Regions from separate parts of the Triticum aestivum genome. Here region 2 is linked to region 1. The links are chromatin contacts, called in public Hi-C maps. All regions are on one chromosome and are shown on one strand. Each heading gives the region's core, a stretch centred on a gene start, on an enhancer-like site or on the middle of the called end of the contact. The rest is flanking DNA. Distances are from core to core; before and after follow the strand shown. Region 1 holds the start of LOC123147405 (dihydrolipoyllysine-residue acetyltransferase component 1 of pyruvate dehydrogenase complex, mitochondrial). Region 2 has its middle 9.3 kb from the start of LOC100682427.

The links. A called contact is a pair of places that touch in the nucleus more often than the background predicts.
Region 2: a contact with region 1 is called in a Hi-C map of leaf, with 3 times the contacts expected there. The contact joins the enhancer-like site here to the promoter of LOC123147405 in region 1. A contact is called at or near these places in 2 of 5 Hi-C or Micro-C datasets (both in leaf).

Annotation. Positions count from the first base shown.
Region 1 is chr7A:434,132,707-434,138,031 of IWGSC CS RefSeq v2.1, reverse strand. LOC123147405 (dihydrolipoyllysine-residue acetyltransferase component 1 of pyruvate dehydrogenase complex, mitochondrial) reads right to left here and starts at 1,496. Exons shown (of 17, transcript XM_044566643.1): 1 at 1,075-1,496; 2 at 977-1,010; 3 at 118-167; 4 at 1-30. The coding sequence starts at 1,314.
Region 2 is chr7A:434,628,776-434,633,659 of IWGSC CS RefSeq v2.1, reverse strand. No RefSeq gene overlaps it. Among protein-coding and RNA genes, the nearest start is that of LOC100682427, 9.3 kb to the left of the region's middle. Within about 2 kb of position 1,464, at least 3 of the 8 cell types and tissues checked have an H3K27ac peak or open chromatin away from gene starts, as enhancers often do. A contact at or near this core is called in leaf, where this site is marked.

The sequences.
Region 1 (5,325 bases), core at 247-2,746:
TTTTCTCCATTTTGTGATGTTACCTTGATTCTAATGAAAATTATGTTAGAGTCAAATATGTATAAATGGGGAAAACGCAATCATCAGGTATTAGTATGACCATTTTTAAGCTCTTACCATTGTAGGGGACAGCGCTGGCATCCCAATCACCATGTGTGGCGGAAGCCCTGCCAAAGTTATAAGAGCAAAATAATGATATAATGGACATTATTCGCTATAAATGTTCAAGTACATCTTCACTTGAAAATTAAGTTGCAAATGTAATAAAAGAGAGAGGATGTGATGGCACAAGTACATAGTGTGACAAAAGGATGTGCTCGGGATTCAATAGTAATTGTCATCGAGATAATACGTAGAATTAAGAGTCCTCAGGCTACTACCTTCCCTTGGCTGCGCATGAACTTATGTCGTTGTTTACCAATTATATTGAACAACGATCAGGAAGCACTAATAGTCTAAATCGGAAAAAAAAAACTGGCATTTCCATGAGGTTCAAGTTCACAATCAGGCATTTGCATTTCAGAGTTCAGTTGACGCAAATTCAGGCAGAGATGAATTGCACAGGATCCATAAGCTACTTCCTCTCTCTCAGTTTACAGGGCGTGCGCGTACCCCTAGGTCGTCAATTTGACTAACCTAATACAAGTCATATATTACAAAAAATATACCAATATAAACTTCAGATGTTCTATTTTCAAAAGGTATAATTTTTGTGTTATATAGTTTATATTAGGGTGATAAAATTGGCAACCTAGGTATAGGTGTAGGACTTGTAAACTGTGACGGAGGGAGTATTAAACATTTGCATGGCTTGTTTATATGCAATAAAAATGGATGCACAAATTAATTCTAGTGCATATAATATTAGAAAAAAACATCTCCACCGAAAGCGCACGTGCATAACTGCATATGTTTCTCTGAAGAAAAAAAAACACATGCATTCCCCTGAGACCATGTTAAAGTTAGAACACTCTACCTGCCGACGAGAACCATCGGGCCTGCATACCAATCTGCAGTGGAAATACCAGATGAGTACACAATTACGCGAGAAAATGGATTAAACTTTTGACTAACCCTGTAATGTCCCCCAGTGGATGCTGGGAACAGCGTTGCCGGATTCGCTCGGGCCATCGTGGAGCTCCGAACCCAATCGATCGGTCCAGATCGGGGCTCGAGTGCGCTCCCCTGGTTCGCCACGGCCACGGGGCCATGTTGTCGCGGGGCTCCAGGGGAGGGCAGCGCAGGGGAGACGCGTGGATGGACGGCTGCGCGGGAAAGAGCGGCAGGAAGGCAGCGGCGCGTCCGGAGGAGCATGACGGCGGCGGCCTGAACACCGGTCAGGTAGGGCGGAGAGGAGACGACGCGGCGAGGTAGGGCGGAGAGGCACTTTCGGCGGCGCCGGATTTAGGAAATCGATGGTACCCCGTCGAGATTGACTCTTGGAGAGGAAGGAGGTCTGGCCGGTACAACTGACCGAGGGAGGGCTATTCAGGGCCGGGCCGGGCCGAGCAAAGAGCCACTTTACCTCTGATTATTCTTTATTATTCTTTAGATCACTTTATAACTTTTAAAGTTACAAGATTCTCTGGAAATTAGATTGACTTTTTTGAACGAGCATTCGGAAGAATGTTTTGCAGAGGAATTAAAAAATAATAAAACCCAGTAGCTGCAAGAGCCCCTCACAATTTGACATCTACAACCATCCAGCATGTATCAACGTTCCAATCCGCCTGCTCGCTGTTATCAACGTGTCATCATTTTAACTCTTAATCAGGCTGCTGCTTCATAGCGTGGCATGGGGACCCTCTGATAAACTAGATGACCCGTTGCGTCAAATGACGCAGAGTCCAAACGCAGCCAAGAAGTAAGGCAAGAAATTGACACATTTTTGTTTATAGACAAGGCTGAGTTAAATCTAACATTTTCATACAATTATACGTAGATAGAAAAGAACCATAATTAAAAGGAAAATCATTACCTGATAGCACCTCTAATTGAAATGGTCAATTTTGGCCTCCTTTAAATCTAGTATGTGGAAGTAGGATTCGGGATGTGAAAGTTGGACTCGACATGTTCTTTTCGAGAGTACGCCAAAGGCGTACCTTAGCTTTATAGAAGGCAGAAATATATGTACAATACATTACATGTTAGTTGTAGACCACAGCTCGGCGCACAACACCACCTCCACTCCTACTCACTCACGCAGCTACTCGCTAAAGTTTGGCACTCTTGTCGCTCCCGCCTTCTTCCAAAGGCTCAGTTCTTGAAAGATCCAGTCTACCTTGTCCCGGTCGTTGCGTATGATGCCGCTCGCGAATACTCTAGCATTGCGCTGTTTCCAAAGACACCAACAGATAAGCATGACTATGGTGTCGAACCCCTTGCGGTGCACTTTCGGGACGCGCTCTTGCAGGTAGAGCACCACCACCCCTCCACGGTGGCCTCATTGGATGGGATCAAGGTTAGGTTAATCCTCAACCGCAAAAAACATCGGAACCACGCCTGTCTCGTGAAGGAGCATTGGAACAGAATGTGATCCAAAGTGTCTACTTCTTGCTCACATAAGTAACATGGCGAGATTTGGTCCTGCAGCCCGTGCATCGTCCTTCTGTCAGATGTCCAGCGGCGATGTTGCACTGCCAGCCACATGAATAGCTTGCATGCAAGAGGGGACCAGCATTTCTAGATCGCAACCGGGATGTGAAAGTCGGGCTAGCGATGAAAATTGAACTTGGGTCGTGGAAGTCCGACCCGACCTGGATAAGTCGGACTTGGCATATGGAAGTCGAGCTTGGGAGGTGGAAGTCGGACTCGTCGTTTGGAAGATGTACTCGGCGTGTGTAAGTCGGACTCGGCCTATGAAAAGTGGGCTCAGGCTAGGGAAGCCAGACGGGGCTATGGAAGTCGTACTTGGCCTCCGTAAAGTCAGGCTCAGGCGATGGAAATCAGACTCGGCCTGTGGAAGTTGAGCCCAGCCTTTGGAAGACGAAGTCAGGATATGGAAGACAGGCTCGACTTGTGGGAGTCAAACTCAAACATGGGTGTCAGAGTCAAACTCAGCCATGCCTCGGACATGGAGGACTGTCGGTCATGGGATGTTAGAGTCGGGCTCGACCACGGGTGTCAAACTTGGCAACTCAGAAGTCTGCCGCATAGGAGATCAGCTTGTATGCAATTCATTGTTGGCGTTAAATGCCAAATAATGTGATGTTACTCATAAGCTGCATTGGTTTGTTATGTAAGTGGTTTCTCCACAAAGTAGTGAATACATACAATAGATGCAAGTTACATTCAATTAGCTTTGGTATAAAGCTTTAGTCCGCATGATGAATGTCCAACGTGCCCCATGATGTATTAATAAGCAATCTTAGTTTACATACAATTGGCCTGGTATAACTTGTAAGTAATGTGTGCTACGGCAAAAAAAATGATGATAGACAATATTGCACAAAGAGACAAACATAATGGCTTTATCACTAAACATAGGTCAATAGGACAATAGTCCATAGCATCAGATACTATACTTTCTCATATGTTCCCTTTCATTGACATCCTGATGATGATCCTAACAATAACTATTCCAAACATGCAATGGTTGATGATGATGCTTAAGGAAAATGACGAAGACCATACAGTCAAATTGCGTAGGCTAAACAACGAGGTCTTTAGCTAGGGGCCCCTTAAAGGTTGAAGCCCAGCGACTGGATTCTCGATGCCCACCTAGGCACACTTGATATTCTTGCACGGGACACTGCTCATGGCAAGCCGAGAATCAAACAATTTCATCACTTCAGAAAAACATAACTATTATAAAACAACTCTATGCAATGTCCTTGATGAAAGAGACCTGCTATACACACGACGACATCTAGCCAATTTTATGCATGATGATGTTAATCACACCATTGGTGTGAGGAAGCAGCATTCAGAATAGCGTCTGATATTGCATCGTCCATAGATCGACCACCAACCGTCGTGCACAAAGTAGTTTTGTTGACGAAAACGTGAACAACAATCCAAGCCCAAACTTGTTGCTTGATGCTAGCTTGATACTCCTCCGTTTTGGATCTAAAAAGAACTTACCCTCCACCAACAAAACCATCACCAGGTGGTCGACCAACAACACATTTGTTGTCCATCCAAATGGCTGCAACCAATAGATGCAAGTACACCAACACCAGATCAACGGCTTGATGCCCAAATAAAAGCCGGAATGGAATCAACAGATCTCTCCACGCACGCACGAATGACCCGGGAAACACCAAGCCAGAAAAACCAAGTAGCACGACATCGGGCGCGGCACCGAGAATTAGCCTCTACAATGACACCCCCAACGACCGTCGACGGCACACCGAGAGTACCTGGGACACCAGAACAAGAAACTACTTATGGTCCAATACCCTGTCAACAACACGCTATTAATTGTTTTGTCGGATGGGCAACACCACAATTGTCTAACAGCCGAGCAAGGCATAGATACGCCATGCCAGACAAACTGAATACCACAATGGGGCCCCGCACATACCGCAAACCAGTCTCCACGGCGCCCTCCTCCCCGCCCACCAACAACACACCAAGAGTGGCGGCATAATGCACCCAGAAATTACGACCATCTAGCATCCCAGCAACAACACGTGAAAGCTACCCGGCAAACCCGACCATAAATAGGCCAGAAGCCGAGTAAAGCATACACCACTACAAATGCTACAAAAACTTGATAGCCTGCAAGGTAGACTCGTCATACGCTCAAGGGTAGGTACCTCATGAAGCAATGCTAAAAAAAATCTCCAATGAGGAAGGCACGCCATCCCCAGCTAGTTCAATCTCTATTCTGGCGAGCACAACACCGTCTTCAGAAATCTCACAACCGTAAGAAATCGTTGGTTGGTACGTCTATTTTGCATCATATTTTCCTACTGTTATTTATAGTGTTTGTATTCAATATAACACTTTGTGGAGTAATTCTAATGCCTTTTCTCTCATAATATGCAAGGTTTACACAAAGAGGGAGATTACCGGCAGCTGGAATTCTGGACTTGAAAAGGCTATGTCAAAGATACCTATTCTGCACATCTCCAAATGAGCTAAAATTTTACAGAGATTTATTTTGGAATATATAAAATATTGGAGAAAAGAAATACCAGAAGGGGCCACCCAGGTGCCCACTAGGCACCAGGGCACTCCTACCCCGCTGGCGCGCCCTGGTGGGTAGTGGGCCCCTGGCCAACCTCTGGTGCCCATCTTCTGGTATATAAGGCCATTTGCCCTAGAAAATAAAGAGAGGACTTTCGAGATGGAGCACTGCCGTCTTGAGGCGGAACTTGG
Region 2 (4,884 bases), core at 215-2,714, 500 kb before region 1:
TGCAAATCGGTCCAATATAGCAGAAAAGAACATGGTATCAATCCATTTATGTTCAAAAGTGGCACGGTTACGTGCAAGCCAAAAAGAGTGCATCATCTACTCCCTTCAGTTGGGTTTGTACGTCATACACAAGTTTTTACATGTTCAATTTGACTAGCGAAACATTTGTAATATGTCACAAATATATATATAGAAACTTGATTCGATGACGGATCTAAGAATATATTTTATGTGGCATATAACACATGTTTTACTAATCAAATTGATGGCCTAAAAATTCATGCCCGACTTATAAACCTATTGTACATTACTACTCCCTCCGTCTCAAAATAAATGTCGTTTATTTAGTACAATATTAGTACAAAATCAGCAACACTTATATTTTAGGACGAAGGGAGTGCTTTGGTACGTATTTCTACGAGGATAAATAAAAAAGCTAGTACTTGCTAGATAAGGTAAACCACCTTTCGTGTAGCTACCAAGCAAAGCACCTAGTTTGCCTTATCTGTGCCAATATGCCAGTGAAAGAGGGACCAAAGGATTCCCAAAAATAAATAAATCAATAAAGAGAGCATTAAATCAACTAATCACTGACCACTAGCTCACCACTCTCCAGAAGCTCCAACAGTGAACATTTCTTTTTCATCTTCGTTTTCCATCTTTAACTGAGACATGCATGCACAGTGGATGCATGCTTTCAAGCCTTATCCACCACGAACATATATACCAAGAACAAGCGGCGTACGTGTCGACGGCGACCAACCGAAACTGACCGCCGGCGATTCCATGGCCGCCGCCTGAGCGACGTTCACATCGCCGGGCGGGGGCCGCTTCACGTGCCCGCCCACGTGCCGCCGCCCACTTGTTGGGGCCGTCCACCGTCCGATGAGCGGTCGGCGGCCCAGAGATCGCCAGCGGGTCGACGTCCCGGGCCACCGGACCCTGTCTTCTGTCGATCCAAAACGACTCGTAGCGCCAGATTATTGGGTGCCATTATTGACTGCACTCGGACATGAGGCATGAGATGATATGAATGTGATGCGCTGTCGTGATAGGTAGATAGATACCGCTCATCTATCGCTACAAGTGGAGACGCATCGTCGTAGTCTCGAGCTCTCTCAAACAGAGCAACATGCCTTTTCTAGCTACCTAGGGTCATAGTACATCGATCTGTGAACATGATCCTTGGTGTAGCTGGAAGTGGGCATGGACATGCAAATGGCACTACATTCATCAAGCAAATCCCCAGTTCGGGGCATACATAGTACTAGTAGCACTGTATCCATGCATGGAGATTTAAGAAGTGGAAACAACCGTTGTGCTTGGGCTTGGCCGGGTTCTGATGATTAATTGCAAGTGCAGTTGTGCTGCCGTCGATGTCACAACAATTCCACTGGGTTGGTGTTGTGCACACAAATTAGTTTCATATGCATGATTCTCTCGGGGAGGAGGGATATGGATTGGTGTGTCGCTGTCCGCGTAAGGCTACCTAATTTTTTAGTTTTTTTTTCTCGGCTATATTAGCCGATATGGGAAGGTTAACCGGTCATGTCATCAACTTCTTTCTCCATCGCTGGAAAAAGAGAGGAAAGGAACAATCTTGATGGGATAGCATGGATGAGCAGATAGGGTAGATAGATGGTGACATGTCAAATATCTCCTTCATATTGCTATACTGGAAAGCAATGTACATGCCGTATGTCGACACTGGACTAACAAATCTTTTGTATTCCTTGCTTATACATACATATGGCTGGTTAGCAATACTCCCTCTGTAAATTAATATAAGAGCGTTTAGATTACTAAAGTAGTGACCTAAACATTCTTATATTAGTTTACGGAGGAAGTACTATTTATTGAATTGCATGTACTGATTGACTTAGCCAAAAGGAAAGTCAAACTGTTAGGAAAACGTGGGACTATATTTTTACACCCACTTACTTGAGGCATCGTTAGGCATTACTCCTTTAAAAGATGCTGCTCGTCTTTTAGGGCATTGCTCGGACACCCTTTGCGTCATCCGATCCTCCCGTGCAGCGCATTGTCAGTCTGGCGCCTTCCCATCGTCCGATCGCGTAATCTAATGCCTCACCGTCTCGACGTCTTCTGGGGTGCATGACATGTGGGTCACAGGCAATTTCAAAATGATTTGTCTTTTATATTTACATCTTGGCATACCGATGAAACATAGTGCAAGTCTAATCGAGATTTTCTAGAATAGACTCAATCCTTCTCGGCTATCCGAGCAGCTGGCCACACCTTCTCAAAGTACTTCCCGGGCTTCACCTCCTTGTCTTGCCACTTTGGGCACTAACCGGCAATCTGCTCCATGTCCATCTTCGGGTAGTATGCTTGCACGGCTGCAAAAGACTGCCGCGCACCCTCGATGCACGCTGACTTCTTCCACAAGTCGACCTATGCGCTTGCTTCTTGGAGCCCGTGCACCAACCCGAAGCAGCTCGTGGGCAGAGGATTGCTCGACCACAAGGCCTTGCAAAGATCCTTCATGGCAGGCTTGGCAGCCCGTGGAAGCTCTGCCAACTTCTTCAGCTTGTCGCCGAAGACTTGGGGATGCGTCGGGTCTTGGAATTTCAGCCAAAATGACCTTTGTTGGTCGTTAGTCGGGTTGGTGCGCGCCCTGAAGTGCTGACATGCCTCCCACGCTGCGAGGAAGGTCTGAGAAGGCACCTGACATGTGCCATAGTTGCAATAGCTCCGGGAAGGCTCAACGGCTAAAGACACACTACAAAAGATAGGGCTTAGCAGAAGCAATTTCCATAGCCTGTCGGAGTTCCTCCTTCACCGCATCAGCTCGAGAAGCTGCCTCTTGGGGCTCTTGATCAAGCCGCCTGATCTCGGCGTCATCCTTCCCTTGGGAAACCTTCAGTGTGTCACATTCAATGATATAGAACGAAAGGTCCCCTTCCACAATACTGACGCGCGCCTGAGCAGCTTCATGAGTTTTTTGCACCTCGGCGAGCAACTCGGTGTTTTTCCGTGCCGACGACTTTAGCTTCTCGGCCAGAAGACACGCGATGGGAAAAAGAAGTACCAGAGGGGTGCCCCGAGGGGGCACAACCCACCTTGGCGCGCCTGGGGGCCCAAGCGCGCCCTGGTGGGTTGTGCCCACCTTGGTGGCCTCCCGCACCGCCTCTTTGCTCTATAAATACCCCAATATTCCAGAAACCCTAGGAGAGTCGACGAAAAACAATTCCAGCCGCCGCAAGTTCCAGAAACCACATGTCCAATCTAGACACCATCACGGAGGGGTTCATCATCCTCATTGGTGCCTCTCCGATGATGCGTGAGTAGTTCATTATAGACCTATGGGTCCGTAGTCAGTAGCTAGATGCCTTCCTCTCTCTCTTTTGATTCTCAATACAATGGTCTCTTGGAGATCTATTTGATGTAACGCTCTTTCCGGTGTGTTTGTTGGGATCCGATGAACTTTGAGTTTACGATCAAATCTGTGTTTTTATCCATGAAAGTTATTTGAGTCTTTTGATCTCTTATATGCATGATTACTTATAGCCTCGTATTTTTTCTTCGAATCTTTTGTTTAGTTAGGCCGACTAGATCGATTTTTCTTGCCATGGGAAGAGGTGCTTTGTGATGCGTTCAATCTTACGGTGCTCGATCCCAGTGACAGAAGGGGAAACGACACATATGTATCGTTGCTATTAAGGATAACAAGATCGGGTCTACTCCTATATGAGTAGATCTTGTCTACATCATGTCATCATTCTTATTGCATTACTCCGTTTCTCCATGAACTTAATACACTAGGTGCATGTTGGATAGCGATCGATGTGTGGAGTAATAGTAGTAGATGCAGGCAGGAGTCGGTCTACTAATCTTGGACGTGATGCCTATATAATGATCATTGCCTGGATATCGTCATGATTATTTGAAGTTCTATCAATTGCCCAATAGTAATTTGTTTATCCACCTAATGCTATTTTTCTCGAGAGAAGCCACTAGTGAAATCTACGGCCCCCGGGTATCTTCTTTATCATATTTGCCTTCGAGATCTATTTTTATTTGCTTTTATTTTCAGATCTATTAATCCAAAAACCCAAATGTTGCTGAAATTTATTGTTATTTATTTTATCTCGCGTTGCTGCGAGATCTATTTATCCAATCTACTACAAATTTTACCTATCTTTTACTCGGGGGAGGGGGGGGGGGGTTTGACAACCCCTGTTTTATGTCGGGTTGCAAGTATTTGTTCTTTGTGTGCAGGTGCCGTTCATGTAGTGTTGTGTGGTTCTCCTACTACTTTGATAACCTTGGTCTCATCACCGAGAGAAATACCTACCGTAGCTGTGCTGCATCATCCCTTCCTCTTTGGGGAAATACCGACATTGTTCAAGCTGCATCAGAAGGAATTTCTGGCGCCGTTGCCGGGGAGACATCCTCAACATCTACCAGGTTCCTAATCAAAATCTTATCTGCTTGCAATTTACATTATTTGCCATTTGCCTCTCTTTTTATCTCCCCCACTTCACAAAATTTTCCGTTTTATTCGCCCTCTTTTTCGTTCGCCGTTTTCTCGTCAGATATGTTTTTGTGTGCAATTTTGTTTGCCACTTTTTGTCGTTATTGATAGTTCTTCCTCTATTGCGTGCACCCCCGAGAACAAGGCTCTTAAATTTAAACAAAGGGGAGGGGAGAATTTAAAAGATGCTTGGTATAGGATTTGCAATTCTCATAATAGATCTATTCGTAAGCAATCTACCGTTGTTATTGTTCCCTGTTTTTATGTGGGCATCACTACTTGATATAGATTCGTCCTTGATACGATTACCGGTGGAAATTTCTTGATGTGTACCTCTCTTGATGCTTTTAATGCCATGGGAAATTTAGTGGGATCACTACCTCTTA